2 separate regions of the Xenopus tropicalis genome follow, and region 2 is linked to region 1. Evidence: chromatin contacts called from public Hi-C data. All regions are on one chromosome and are shown on one strand. Each heading gives the region's core, a stretch centred on a gene start, on an enhancer-like site or on the middle of the called end of the contact. The rest is flanking DNA. Distances are from core to core; before and after follow the strand shown. Region 1 overlaps fam13a (protein FAM13A). Region 2 overlaps fam13a (protein FAM13A).

Region 1 (7,638 bases), core at 2,678-5,177:
GATTTTTGGCGCCAAATTCGGCTATTTAAACCCCTTCCTTCATTGTTTTCATTGCCCAAGCTGGCTTCTGTTATCTACAGTACCTGCTCTTGCATTTTGTTTGCTGTTTCCGGATTCGACCTTTGCCTGACCCTGACCACGATACTTGCTACCTGCCTTGACCGTTTGCCTGTACCCCAACTACGAATATTGCTGCCAGCCCCGACTTGTGCCTGTACCCCGACTACGTTCTGCCTTTGCCTTGCCTGTACCTCGCATCTCGTCTGAACTCTGAAGGTTTGCAGGACCCCAGCTTGGGCCGCAGCAGAAAGTCCGGGGCCCCAAAAGGGCGTCGGTGAACACCGGGAAGAGCTGGGAGTTCCTGTTATACTGTAGGAGTCAGATTTTGCATACAGCGGTCGCACACTGGTTCCATTCTAACTTGAACGTTACAGTTGGTAGGCCTGGGCCCCTGGGCATACAAATCTTGTGTTTTGTAGAAATGTATTTCATGTGATTTTATTGATGAGTATTTTATTGTAGGTTTTATTTTGTCCGACGGGCAAGTGTTAGGGCGAAGAAATACACAGCAATTAGTTAGCAAGACTGACTTTTTAAAAAGTCAGTCTCAGTGACTGATTGCAGCGACTTTCAAAATACATCTGCTCTTCTAATGTCGTATGTGTTACCTGGTTTCCCCCCCATATATTCATATATTTATGCACTCAGCAAATTGCTAGGTTGTTTTTAATTTGATACTTAGTGGAAAGGAGCACATGCCATGTGACACAATTGTAAATAGCAATGTGATTAAAGCTTTTAGTTCGTATAATCTTCCTATATTAATGAACTTTATATAACTGCAGACTACCTTCCATATTCCATAGTGTATGTGTGTCCTGTTTTTACATTGGCCTATCAAAGTGTTTATTCAAAAAAATACATAGGAATTTTGAGAGGAGTCTCTCTCACTGAGCAGGAGCTAGCGGGGTCAGATCGTTTGGGGGCAGGGGAGCTGCGAAAGGATGATGAGGCAGTAAGCTCAGTGCCATTTAGAAAATCTAGTGTGGGGAAAAGGAAAAGGGAGGCTGCACCAGAGTTTGTGCATGCCAACAGATTTGCCAGATTGTGTGAAGAAGATGGGGGCGTAAACTCTGGACTAGCGGTTCTAGATGGGGCTGATCTCTCTAACAGCCGGGAGACCAGTTTCTCTAGTAGTGGTGGGGAGGAGAGCAGAGCTAGGTCTAAACAGATTGCAGTTATAGGGGATTCAATCATTAGGAAAGCTGAAAGGGTAATCTGTAGCTACAACCGAACAGTTTGCTGTCTTCCTGGTGCCAGGGTTTGGCGTGTGGTTGATCGGGTTGACAAATTATTGGTTGGGGTTGGGCATGACCCAACTGTCTTGGTACATATTGGTACTAATGACAAAATTAATGGTGGAGGACCTTAAAGAGTGAGTTCAGGGATCTAGGCTCTAAGATTAAGGAAAGGTCCTCCAATGTTTTTTTTTTCTGAAGTTTTGCCGGTGCCACCTGCATGTTTAGGGAGACGGCGGGAACTTGGGGAGCTAAATGTGTGGGTAAAGTCTTGGTGTAGGAAGGAAGGGTTTGGGTTCCTAGAGCACTGGGCTTACTTTTCCTTGGGGTACAATCTATATAGCTGTGACAGATTGTACCTCAATGAAAGGGGGTCCGCTGTGCTAGGGGAGAAAATGGTTAAAAGGCTTGAGGAGTGTTTAAACTAGACAAGGGGTGGGGGGGTGAGCTAGCATTTTATGGGAAAGCTAGTGTAGAGGGGGCAGTGGGATTAGCAAAGGGTCATGAGGAAGGAGAAAGGAGGACATACAGTTTACCAGATAAGGAGCCGCGTATGCCATATTGGGGAGATTAGTCGCCCGTGACAAGGGAGATTTGTTGTGGGCGACTAATCTCCCCATGTGCCACAGCCCTAACTCTCTGTTACCTAATGTAAATATCAGAGGGAGAAGTAGTAATCTCCGCTGCATGCTGGCTAATGCACAGAGCTTGTCAGGTAAATTAGGGGAGCTGGAAGCTATTGCATGTACTGAAAATTTTGATTTAATTGGTATCACTGAGACCTGGTGGGATTAAACATGTGACTGGGCTGTGAATTTAAATGGTTACATGCTTTTTAGGAGGGACAGAGGGATTAAAAAGGGTGGGGGGGTTTGTCTTTATGTAAAGTCAGATTTAAAGCCATGTGCTAAAGAAATTACCAAGGACAATGTGGAATCCCTTGGGGTAGAAATTTCAGCAGGGCTAAAGGTTACAAAGAATGTTTAATGGTGTATGATATAAACCACCCTGTATAAGTGAGGAGGATGGGGCCCAGCTACTATTGCAAATGGAGGAGGCTTCACAACTAGGTCAAGTTGTTATTATGGGGGACACTATTTATCCGGACATTGACTGGAGTAATGGGTTGGCTAAGTCAGAAAAAGCTAGTAGGTTTGTAAATATGCTAAACGACAACTTTTTATTTTAAGCAGTTCAAAAAATAATGGGAATGATTCTCTTTTGGACCTGGTATTATCTAATAATACTGAACTCATCTCTAACATTTGTGTGGGTGAGCATTTGGGGAACAGTGGTCATAACATTGTCTCCTTTGATCTAACTGTTTGGCTTCAGATCTTCTGAATGGGAGAAATATGGGGAGACTTAAGGGCACTATTGAGACAACTGAAGGTATGCCTGCATTTTGAGATTAACTCTTTACTAGCCTTTCCTTCTCCTTTAATGGAGAAGGATCTGGGGGTTTTTGTAGATAACAAGTTGTCTAATTCCAGGCAGTGTCATTCTGTGGCTACTAAAGAAAATAAAGCAATGTCTTGTATAAAAAAGGCATTGACTCAAGGGATGAAAACATAATTTTATAGCTCTCTGGTAAGGCCTCACCTTGAGTATGCAGTGCAGTTTTGGTCCTTAAAAAGGATATTAATGAGCTGGAGAGAGTGCAGAGACGTGCAACTAAACTGGTAAAGGGGATGGAAGATTTAAACTATTTAGGTTAGACTCTGTACAAGTACATTAGAGGGGATTATAGGCAGATAGGGGGTGTTCTTTTTTCCCATAAAAACGATCAGCACACCAGAGGTCACCCCTTTAGATTAGAGGAACGGGATTTCCATTTGAAGCAGCGTAGGTGATTTTTCACGGTGAGGGCAGTGAGGTTGTGAATTGCCCTTCCTAGTGATGTTGTAAAGGTAGATTCTGTTAGTGCCTTTAAGAGGGGCCTGGATAAGTTCTTGAACAAGCATAGTATCCAAGGCTATTGTGATATAGTGTTAATGTTTGTATATATGGTTTATATACGTGAGAGTATAGATAGGTAAGTATAGGTTTGTGTGTGCTGGGTTTACTTGGAAGGGTTGAACTTGATGGACTCTTCAACCCTATGTAACTATATGAATGTTAATTGCCATATAAATTGCCTTGAATTTACCACAGAACTCAGTAGAGCAGCACCATTTGTTTCTATAGATGAAGGTTCTCTTGTGTATAGAGAATACTGGTGCCAAGTAACACAATATTGCAGGAAATTGTTCTGTGCAAACAATAAAATATTCTAGCGCAATAGACTATTTCATTGAAAATTATCGGGAAGTGATTGTTTATATATCTGAAAGAATATTTTATATAAGCAATCTGTTTTATATAAGAGAAGGGAAAATTCTATCTAGTTTCTGGGTGTACTTTTGCAGCGTGTACATTTTTTTTCTTGGCTTTTATGCATTCTACACTACTCCTAAATGTGTTGCAAAAAAAGTGTATTGAGCACATATAAGTGGAAAATACACATAAGAGATTGGGCAGCATATTACATCCAGTGATGTTTTAGGCATGCTATGTAATCTTTATCAAACTTACAAAGAATGTCAGACACTGCAGGTCTGTTTCAAGGCCTTAAAGCAGGAACTGACATCACCATAGTTTCCTAAGAAACAGACACATACACAAAGGCATACTGTTTCCTCGTCTTTAGATCCTGTATCATATCAATTCAATTTATAATCTTAAATGCAAACCGCTTAATAAGAATATATCTTTGACATAACACATTATATTTACAAAAATAAGTGCAGGCTATAGTATCTGTTAAGTACATTTGAGTCAAGTGGTTTCAATTTATATATCCACCATACTTCCCTTTGTTTTCATTTTACAATCCCTGCCATACTTAAGTGGGGGAATGCCACTTAATATTCACACCTGGGTTTATAAACTCCTTGCCTTTGATAACACTAGAACATTGTGTACATCCTGAACATGGGAACACACCAGAAACTGAAAAAAGGTATTAGTACGTCTTCTAGGATTTTTCAACATAAAAGAGGAAACTGTGTTACCTATGATTTTACATCTTTTATGGGAGGGCAAAGTTCCTAAGTCTAGGAAAAAAACTTTTGTAAAATAGTCGCTACCTGGCCACAATTGCTATATTATAATTGTTGCATATTTCTAAAGCACCAACATATTCCGCAGTGTTGTACAATAATATTTAGTAACAAATGGATTTTTTTTTTCACTTTGATTATTCTCTTTGTGCAACTGATCTATGTTGTGCTTGCTTTCTAACTTGGTCATGATAACCTCTTTGAAACTTTAGTACTGTTTGTCATTAAAGGGATTCTGTCATGATTTTTATGGTGTACTTTTAATTTCTAAATTACACTGTTCACACAACAAATGATTTACTCTACTAATTAAAATGTTAAATGAGAAGGAAAGGCTAATAAAGTGGTGGAAAATCTGTTTGCATTTTTGAAAAATGGATTCAATACAGGATTCTGCTTGAGAAGCTCTATTAACTGATGCATTTTTGAAAAAAAAAAACATATTTTCCCATGACAGTATTCCTTATAATAACAGTCTTTGCACATACATACCACATTCCCATTACCAGCAAAATGCTATGATGCATAAACTGTGTTTCACTGTATTGCAGAATCCTCCATAGAAGGCACGTATGTGACACTTCAGCATTAATATATACAGGTATAAGGATAAGGAAATCATAATTTTATTTTGTCAGGTCACATAGTTGTTAGTACTACTGCTACCTTGTAGTTTTTAGAGTCGTTGGTTTGATTTCATCCAGGGAATTAGGATAGGAACTGATATGAATGATATATACAGTATTTGTGTTAAAGGCTTCAATCCATAGGAACCATAGTAAATAAAAGTAAAAGTTTGCCTCAGTCAGTTGCACAAAAAATACCATTCATTAAAGTTAGTTGCGTTAAAAGTGCTCCTTGCTTGATTCACAGCAAAGTGCAAGCACAACTGGGCACATTTTGATGCATTGGCCACAATTACATCAGGTGTATTTTCCCTCAGTTCTGGAATTACACTTGAATTATTGGAGAAAGTGCTACATTGTAAGTAAAAGTATGGTGAAATTGCAGCTTTTACTTTACAAAAAATTCCAGCAGAGGGCACTAAAGAACTGTGTTCAGAGTCATGTATTTGCCCTTCCCAACACAGCAGGTTATTAAATTGGATGGCTTTTTTTCATGTTTACAGCCTAAATGCCATTTCTATACAACTGGCATATTCTGTAAGACCCAAAACACTTTAAAGTGACCTGCATAAATGTGTAAAATAGACTTACGTGGAATTTGGCGTGGCTAACAAATCGTGCCGATGGGTAATTTTGTAGTTTCTACCCAAGATTACAAGACATGCACCAATTTTTTCCCATACATTACAACAGAATTCACTAGGAACATGAAGTATATTATTTTAAAAAATGCATGCATAATTGTATTAAACGCACAGAATATTTACAGAAAACCTTTAATCAAAACCTTAGCCCAAAAATAACCCACAGCTTTATACACTTTTCTTGTATAAAATGATATAAAAAATTTAATGAATATGCATTCAAGTGTACCCAGGACAAAAAAGTCTTATGCTCAAAGGCAAGTAATGTAAGATGCCTGGAATGATGTGTCTACAATAAATTATGCCATTATACATTGCTTTCTATTTAAAGGGAAAATAAAGGTATTTTATTAGTTTTATGGAAATTCGTCATTCTGTGGACTGAACCTTTCTTCTGAGTATATGTATCAGCTGGAGCTGCCATAATTTGGACAGCACAGGGAGACTGATCTGGGAACATTATATTTTACCGTCACAAAAGTAAGCTAGGAACTATAAAAGTGTACATTTTTAAGAATAGCACTAAGATTTAAAAGACAGCAGACCATTAACCAGAGCTACATTATTAAAGTGAGTTGTAGTCCAGCCACCTGTGGCTGGGTTACTTGATACAGTGTGACTGTGAACAGCAGCTCAGACATTCTGTATGAGCCAAAATAGTACAGTGTCAGTCTGTGGGTGATATCATTATGTGTTGTGTAAGCAAATTAATGTTCATGTTCTTTATTTGCCAAAAATAATTTCTAATTGTAAACAAACTTAGACTTTACTGGCAAGGATATATATATATATATATATATATATATATATGTATGTTTTTGTGTTTATATACCGGTACTCATACGTGTGTTTTTGTGTGCATCTATAAATATGTCTTTGCATATTTTTTTAATTTTATTTTACGGCTTTGCCACCTTTTGGTGGGGAACAAATAAATATACATGTTATACCAGGTTTCACATTTATTTGATCTTTTTTCAACAGCAATATACAAATAATTTTCACTAAGCTGAATTCTCTCATTCTCCAGCCAGAAATAATATTTACTCGGGCCTGCTCATCTCAGGCTTTAGATATATACTGTGTTCCTTTCTCTCTGAGGGGGACCCCTTTTGTCACCTGACACCTATCCACCTATACATAACACCAGCCCTCTAACAAATTCTGTTAGGCTGATGTCCCACGGAGTGGCGAAATCCACTGGCAACAATAGGAGTCAGCGGTGAAAAGCCCTTCGCACAACTTTGGAAAACCGAAGGGATGCAAAGTTGCTGGGAGGAGGAAACTTTACACGACTTCAGAATACCAAAACGATGCAAAGGGCTTTTCCACCGGCGACTTCTATTGTTCGCAGGCAACTAAACCACTCCGTGAGACATCAGCCTTACAGTTATAGGATTTGTTATCTAGCAACCCATTATCCAGAAGATTCTGAATTATGGGAAGGCAATCTCTCAGACTCCATTTTAATTAAAAATTCAATTTTTAAAAAAGAATTTCCTTTTTTTCTAAAATAATAAAACTGTACCTTGTCTTTTATCACAAATAAGATATATGTAATCCTTATTGGATGCAGAACAATCCTACTGGGTTTAAATTAGTTTCTTATTTATTTTTTACTAGACTTTAGGTATGGAGATCCAAATTACAGAAAGACCTCTTATCTGGAAAACCCCAGGTCCTGAGCATTTTGGATAACAGGTCCCATACCTGTACTGGGCCAGATAAGTCCTTACCTGCAAGATTAAACCAGCAGACCACTAGGGAAAGGGTCCACTGTGACTCAAAATAGAAAAAAAAATGCTGTTTCTTCCCTTCTCTTTCTGACACATGCACACAATGATGCTGACGTGCAACTAACTCCAAGTAAACATGAGATATAAACTACACATGAAATGTCTTTATAAGAGCTTTATTTCTGATTTTCTTAGCCAGGGGGCATGAAGCTGTTGTTCTTCCCATTACTGAG
Region 2 (7,638 bases), core at 2,132-4,631, 50 kb after region 1:
CAATGTGCTAAGTGCACAAACGTTTACAAGCAATACGAGCTGCCTCTGTCCCCAGAATAAATCTGTTTGTAAAATTACTGTGCCAGAAATATGTAACAGTCCTAATACATTTCCTGGTTAGGATCATGACTGAGTGCAGAAGAAATGTAGGACTAGTAGTTTTCTGAAAGCCATGGCCTCTCAGGAATTATTTGTGAGTAAACTGTTCCAGAACACTGCCTCCTCAAGTATCCCATGTCTATGTAATAACACAGATGACTATTGTAAAAGCCTTGTAATCACAGTGCGTACTTTTATACTGTCTGTTCTGTGAGACGGCAGTAATTTCTTATATGCACAAATTACTCCCTAAAAACACTTGCAAAAATAACATATTTTTAGCATATAGCTGCCACTCCTTCAGTAATATATCTATATATAGATATATTTTATAGGTTATTTGTGTTTTTGTGCATTTTAAGAATAGTAGTAGTCATAAATAAAACTACTGACAAGGTCATGGAAGAGAGGTAATTGCTAAGAAAGAGGACAATCTAGTACAGTATATTAACTAATTCCCCGACTGCTATGGAAAACTTAAAACCATGTACAGCGGATAGGAACAGATGCTTTCTTTGTTGTGGAAGTACACTACCCATCATCCCTTGTAATAGGCATTCTGGGATTCCTTGCTCTGCATATTTTGCAGATCACAAGTGTATTTTAGATATGGAATATAGGAATATGTTAATATTTATTTAAGCAAATAAATATAATAATATACTTTTTAAAAAAAAAAGGAAAGAAATTGGCAGTTGCAAGGGTTTGCGCACTGGAATTAGAATGAAGAATATTAGTCACCCGGGAAGACAGTGGAGATCTAATTTGTACAATTATTTCTCTTAAGGTGGCCATATGGGTTGCAATCCGCTAGTTTGGTTAGGATGCTAAATGAGTGGATCTTCTCCCCATATACCCTCCTAAGGTGGGCGATATAGGGCTAATTGAATCGTTTGGCTTTAGGGCCAAATTATCACATTGAAAAGGCAGACATAGGAACCGTCTGAGCATGAACAAGCTGATGCTGTCCCTGATCCAATGGAAAATCAAGACTGCCTGATAGAGATTTTAGGCCAGATGTCATTCAGGTAGACCAGTCGGTGGTGCCCATAAAAAGGCAGATAAGCTGCTGAAGGAGCCCAATCAGCAGCTGAAATCTTCCCGTGTCTGACCACCTTTAGCACAGGCCAATCCTGTTTACTGGCTGTTAGTGTTTTATTGTTGCCTAGCCTCAGTAAATGAATAGAACTAGCTGGATCTGGATGAAGAAAGCCAGTGAATCAAGTAGCAAGCCCTGGGAAATTGATTTGACCTTTATTACTCCACTGTTTATGTTTTCTTGTCACGTTGCAAAGTACTAGAACCACTTTCTCCAAAAGCTTTTTTTTTTTTTTTTATTAAATGTACGCTGGGGTAGCAGTAGTAGCAATAAATGGTTTCAGTTAGTGTACCAAGGGATCCATGGGGGAAGAAGTTTAAACTCCTTGGACATTACATCAGTGTATGAGAACATGCCTAACATGTGTTAGGCTTAGACTTATGCTCTAATAAAAGTTTATTTTTTAAAAAACTGCCAATAAATGAGATTCTGGACAAGGGGTTGGCAAAAGAGATACCTGTCTAGTGCCCCCTCACTGTTGAGCCCTAGCCAGGTGCATGTTTCGCCTACCCTTTTAATGAAATAATTCAAACTTGAAAAAATGTTTTCTTTTTTCTCTCTAAAAATTAAATATTCCCTTTTACTTGATCCTAAAATATTATTAATCTGTATTGGAGTCAAAACAATCCTTTTGAAGATAATACAATGTCTAAATTATTTTGTAGTAGACATAAGGTATGGTGATCTGAATTATGAAAGGACCCCTTATCCTAAAAAAAGACTTTGGTTCCGAGCATTCTGGGTTAGATCAGTGGCTGCAAATAACTAGACAGATTGGATTAGGCATATTGCTATATCCAATTTGCTTGCTGATCAGATTGGTATATGATTATTTTTTTTTTTATTGGGGCATGCATTTGTCGAGCAATATTTTCCTTTACTTGAAATAAGGTTGCTGGCCAGCCCAGGGAAAGTTGCCCCATGGTTTGGGGAACCCTGCTAGAAAAAAAGTGACCCTAATAAATGTTCCTAGGTTGAAAAGAATTACAATATCAATAAAAAGATATGTCTACACCAGTGATCCCCAACCAGTGGCTCAGGGGCAACATGTTGCTCCCCAACCCCTTGGATGTTGCTCTCAGCGCCCCCAAACCAGGGAGTTATTTTTGAATTCCTGACTTGGGGGCAAGTTTTGGTTGAATAAAAACAAGATTTACTACCAAATAAAGCCTCCTGTAAGCGGATAGTGTGCATAGAGGCTGCCTAATAGCCAATCTTAGCCCTTATTTGGCTCCTCCATGAACTTTTATGATGCGTTTATTGCTCTCCAAGTCTTTTTACATTTGACTGTGGCTCACAAGTAAGGGCTCTGGCCCCCGTAAAAAACAGATGGATACAGGCTGTTAGCTGTGTGGTTACGCTTTCCTGATTCTAAGCAGTAGTCTAGAAGTTACTCTGTAGACCAGGTGTCCCCAACCTTTCTAAGGACTCTGGCACACAGGGAGATTAGTCACCCGCGACAAATCTCCGTTCGCGGGCGACTAATCTCCCCGAAATGCCATCCCACTGGTGAAAATGTAAATTGACGGTGGGATGGCATACGCGGCGGTGCAATTTCATTGAAATCGCGTTAGTTACCTTGAGAGGAAACTTCCGCAATTCACTGAAATTGCGCCGCTGCGTATGCCATCCCACCGGCGATTTACATTTTCGCCGGTGGGATGGCATTTCGGGAAGATTAGTTGCCCGCGAACAGGGAGGTTTGTCGCGGGTGACTAATCTCCCTGTGTGCCAGAGCCCTTAGAAAGGTTGGGGACACCTGGTCTACAGAGTAACTTCTAGACTACTGCTTAGAATCAGGAAAGCGTAACCACACAGCTAACAGCCTGTATCCATCTGTTTTTTACGGGGGCTGCCAACAGTTTGTTTTTCTCCCAAACGGAATGAGATGTTGTGACGAGCTGCACCGTTTCCCAGACAGGCACGTAAGGCGCTGGCTGTGGTGCATGCCAGACGTGACTGCGTACAAACCCACATTCCCTAGCCCAACATGCAGCCCAGGGTACGTAAAAAAAATGGTGCGAGACGGAGCCCTGGGAATATTACAGACACAGCCCAGGATTTCCTTTTTGGGATCCTCGCTATTCATGAGGCTGGGCAAAGAGTGCATGTGATTGGTAGTCTCCTGCAGAAGTGCTGTCACGTTACCAGGAAGGAGGGTGTAGGCGTCTCTGCACCGCTGACTTCAGCGACTTGCTACTGTCGCCGAAGTGCATGTGTGCCAAACTGAGGGCGGGGATAAGGCTACAGTACGCAGCCCCAATTCCACTGATAAGTAGCTGCCACACAGAGAAGTTAGTCCATGCATCGAACAGCAGCAGGATTTTTTCTGGTATATTCCATGATCTGCTATCCCATAACTCACCGGAAGGCAGCCACTGCAGGCTGAGCTGCTGGATGAACACGCTCTTCTTTTCCTGGCCGATGCATTGGGATGGCCTGCGAACTCATGGCGCTTCAAAGGTACACAGTGAGCTGCTCCGTTTAGGATTTCACACAGATTTCGTCATGTTCTTTTCTCCCCCCCCCCCCCATTTCTTTCATTTCGTCCCCAGTTTTACATGCGATTTCAACTTACAATGAGAACATCAGATTTGATACATTAGCTGTCATTTATTTGTATTTGTCATATATTTCCCATAGTTAGTTATGAAAGGGGGTTAGCATACTTTAATGTTCTGTGCATTGAGATAAGAGTTGTTATATCCATTTTTATGGATAACCTGTATCTCCATTTCAGCCTATGTAATTGTGTAGTTTTAACATTTACCCCTAAAATAGGCCACATGTGATGCTTTAACAGTTTTTAAAATGTTTTTATTACATCCTGTGCCATGCTCATTCCAGCATCCCCTTCTGTTGTAAGCAGGTTATGAAACAACAACTGCAGGATCACTGCTTTGGCAGCCCTGCCTTACATAGACCCCATTATATGCACTTCGAGCTGTTGTGTTGATAAAGGCAGTGCAGTGTTTTTGCCTGGGAAAAACATGTCTCCTGCTCATTGTCATGGGGAGGGTTCTTGTCCCTAATTGGTTAAACAGGTCATGTTTGTTATGATATGAGTCACTGCCTAGATCTTGATGTTGCTTAATGAAATTATTTAAAACAATAAGTACTTGGGGTGGCCTGCATAGATAACCTGATGCTGCAAGAGCAGCTTAAGCACAGATCCCTGGAGATAGGAGAATGATAACAAACAAACAAAAGATGTCACTTCTGGGTGTTTTATTGGATGTTAGGCCTGCCAGGAGAACAATCAAATATATGTATATTATTTTGATTTTTCTGATTACAGTAGAAGTATTGTGCTCCAGGCACATTCTTTAAGCCTTAGTAAAGATCAGATAGTATATAGTTATTTTAGATGCTTCCCCTAGCTGACTTGTGTAACAGAAAAGCCAGGTGCAAAGGCCCTGTTGTGGGGTAGGGTACTACAGTTCAGTATTTGTGATATCTTCTCTCAGGTGCCTCCTTATTGCATCCTATTGCCAGTACAAAGATAATGTGATATATCAGGGCAAAGTCACAAATACAAAACTCATAGGTATGTACTGTAAGTGTCTCATAACTCTCCCTTGCAAACTTGTCTGGGAAGTAAAAAAAATGTTTTTGCATTATTGTTATGAAGATGTCTGGGCCGCAGTTCTGTGTAAATAAAGGGCAAATAGCCCTCTGCTCCCACAAAATTAAGCATGTGTGATAATTATCAAAATAAAAAGTTTATGGTCTCTTTTTAACAGCCTGTATATTTTACTTAGTACATATTTTATGAAGAGGTCTAAAAAGCTGCTGAAACATTTTGAGTAGCCGATATAATGGTATAAATTGTATTGGAAGTGTAATTTTAGTTAAGTCATTGACCAACAGCTTTTTCATTCATCCAAGCTATGAGGTTATCTATGGGCCCATTAAAGCCTATTGCCACACACCCAATATTAAGGGGCAGAATGATCAAAATTTGAGTTATGAGCGAGTAGCATTCTTGCCTTGCAGCACTGGGGAAGTTCAATCCCAGCAAGGACACTATCTGCAAGGAGTTTGTATGTTCTCCCCGTGTCTGTGTGGGTTTCCTCCGGGTACTTCAGTTTTCTCCTACACTCCAAAAAGCATAAAGGCAGGTTTATTGGCTTCTGACTAAATTGACCACAGCATGTGTGAATGTAATGGGGATCTTAGATTGTAAGCTCTTCTGGGGCAGGGACTGATGTTAATGATGAATAATCTCTGTAAAGCACTGCGGAAATGTGTTGGCACTACATAAACAACAGGAAATAAATAAATACATTTTTAGAAGAGTATTTATCAATGGGTGAGATTTAGAATTCCCCCATTGATAAATGTTTCTTAAATTCCTGTAGAAATAAATAGAACGTGGGTGAGTTTTTATGTATTGAGCTCTAAACTAACATTTTGATAAATCTACCCCATAGTATTGATTTCCCTATATAGGGCAGGGATGAGCAACATGCAGCCGCTAAGGGTAAAGACACATGTCATGGCTACTAAAATAGATAATGCAGATCATTTACTGGTAATTGTCTCTATGTGTGTTTTTAGCAGAAGCAATTCTCAGTATTGTCTATGGCAGAGTATTTAGTAGCCGTGAAAAAGTAGCTGCTACTAGTCGCAATGTGCGTCTTCATCCTTAACTTAAAGCCAATGGTTGTAGCTCAGTAAGTTCTTGAGGGCTGCAAGTTGCCTAGTCATTGAAAATCTCTAGCAGTATTACACATGGGTGTGACTTGAAAAAAATAGTGCTTCTGGACTGTTTGTCTGAGAGAATCGTGATGATGAAAACACCTTGTTTGAGTATAAACCAAAGTGTATTTGCTGTGCAGTGGCTATCTGCACTGTGTTTAACCCTATAGGGTGAAGACACACAGAGCTACTAAAACAGACAATGCTTATCATTTACTGGTAATCATCTCTACGTGTGTTTTAGCAAAGGCAATTATCAGTATTGTCTATTGCAGGGTATTTTCTGGCGTTTAGTCACCAAGACAAGTAGCTGCTACTAAGTAGCTCCATGTGTCTTCACCCTTACATGCATACAGAGGTGCCATTGTGTCTGAACAGAAGTACTATCATTTACTGGTAATCATCTCTACGTGTGTTTTAGCAAAGGCAATTATCAGTATTGTCTATTGCAGGGTATTTTCTGGCGTTTAGTCACCAAGACAAGTAGCTGCTACTAAGTAGCTCCATGTGTCTTCACCCTAAGGGCTCTGGCACACGGGGGAGATTAGTCGCCCGCGATTTAACTCCCTGTTCGCGGGCGACTAATCTCCCCGAGTTGCCTACCCCTGCCATCCCACCGGCGAACATGTAAGTCGCCGGCGGGATGGCAGACGCGGCGGCGCGATTTCGCGCAAATCGCCCCGCCGCGTCTGCCATCCCGCCGGCGACTTACATGTTCGCCGGTGGGATGGCAGGGGTAGGCAACTCGGGGAGATTAGTCGCCCGCGAACAGGGAGTTAAATCGCGGGCGACTAATCTCCCCCGTGTGCCAGAGCCCTTACATGCATACAGAGGTGCCATTGTGTCTGAACAGAAGTACTATCGTGCCAGAACAATATATTTTATGGTTGTTGGTTGTTGGCTCAGCTATAGCAAAAAAAAAATAAAAAAATCCACCACCCAAAGGGTTAAGTGTGTTCCCATTGGTAAATAGCCATTAGTACTGTGCGGGTCAGGAAAAACTCAACCCGCACCCAAGCCTAACCTGCAAAATGTTGCTGTTGTAGGGCCTGCACCCAACCGGTCTGCTCTGTTCACTGCTTCTACACGCACCTTAGGTACCAAGACAGGGAAACTTGGGGAGCAGAGGAAAAATGTACTTCCCCATCTGCACCCAACCTGAACCCACAACTGTCACCCAAATTTGAGCCATAATCAATCTGACCTAGCAGTAAGCCTGTGGATCTCACAGGTTGCAGGTCAACCCACACATCACTAATAGCTAAAATTAGAACGGCGGGTGTAGGCGCAGTCGGCTCGTTGAAACAGGCCCCAATCCAACTGTAAAATCAAACCTCATTTGTGCCCATACATGGGCCGATAAGCTGTTGAATCGGTCTAAAGGACCGATAACGGCAGCTAGAATCGGTCCGTGTATGGCAACCTTAAGGCCCAAACAACATAGCATTTTCTTATAGAAAGAAATTGCGTCACTGACCATCTAGCCTCATTGTTGATGCAACAGTGTGCCTTCAAAAGTAATGCTTTGCTTATAATATACACATTTACAGTTAAATTGAAAGTGGTTATCACAATCATTGGCCCAGCACTGTTGATTTTATGCATATTCTCATTCCTGTGGTTTCTGTGGTCTGTGTCCTAATGAAAACAAGCATTAGCATCTACTGGATAAACCTCTGTGTAATACAAACTTGTGTGACCTGCATATTTTTTGATTAAACTGCTGTTTAGAACATCAT

What was found. A called contact is a pair of places that touch in the nucleus more often than the background predicts.
Region 2: a contact with region 1 is called in a Hi-C map of liver, with 2.1 times the contacts expected there. The contact joins two enhancer-like sites. A contact is called at or near these places in 2 of 5 Hi-C or Micro-C datasets (brain and liver).

Annotation. Positions count from the first base shown.
Region 1 is chr1:78,727,599-78,735,236 of UCB_Xtro_10.0, forward strand. All of the region lies in intron 4 of fam13a (protein FAM13A), which reads left to right. Among named protein-coding and RNA genes, the nearest start is that of fam13a, 29 kb to the left of the region's middle. Within about 2 kb of position 3,928, at least 1 of the 11 cell types and tissues checked has an H3K27ac peak or open chromatin away from gene starts, as enhancers often do. A contact at or near this core is called in liver, where this site is marked.
Region 2 is chr1:78,777,655-78,785,292 of UCB_Xtro_10.0, forward strand. The region is part of intron 17 of fam13a (protein FAM13A); the gene reads left to right. Among named protein-coding and RNA genes, the nearest start is that of fam13a, 79 kb to the left of the region's middle. Within about 2 kb of position 3,382, at least 7 of the 11 cell types and tissues checked have an H3K27ac peak or open chromatin away from gene starts, as enhancers often do. A contact at or near this core is called in liver, where this site is marked.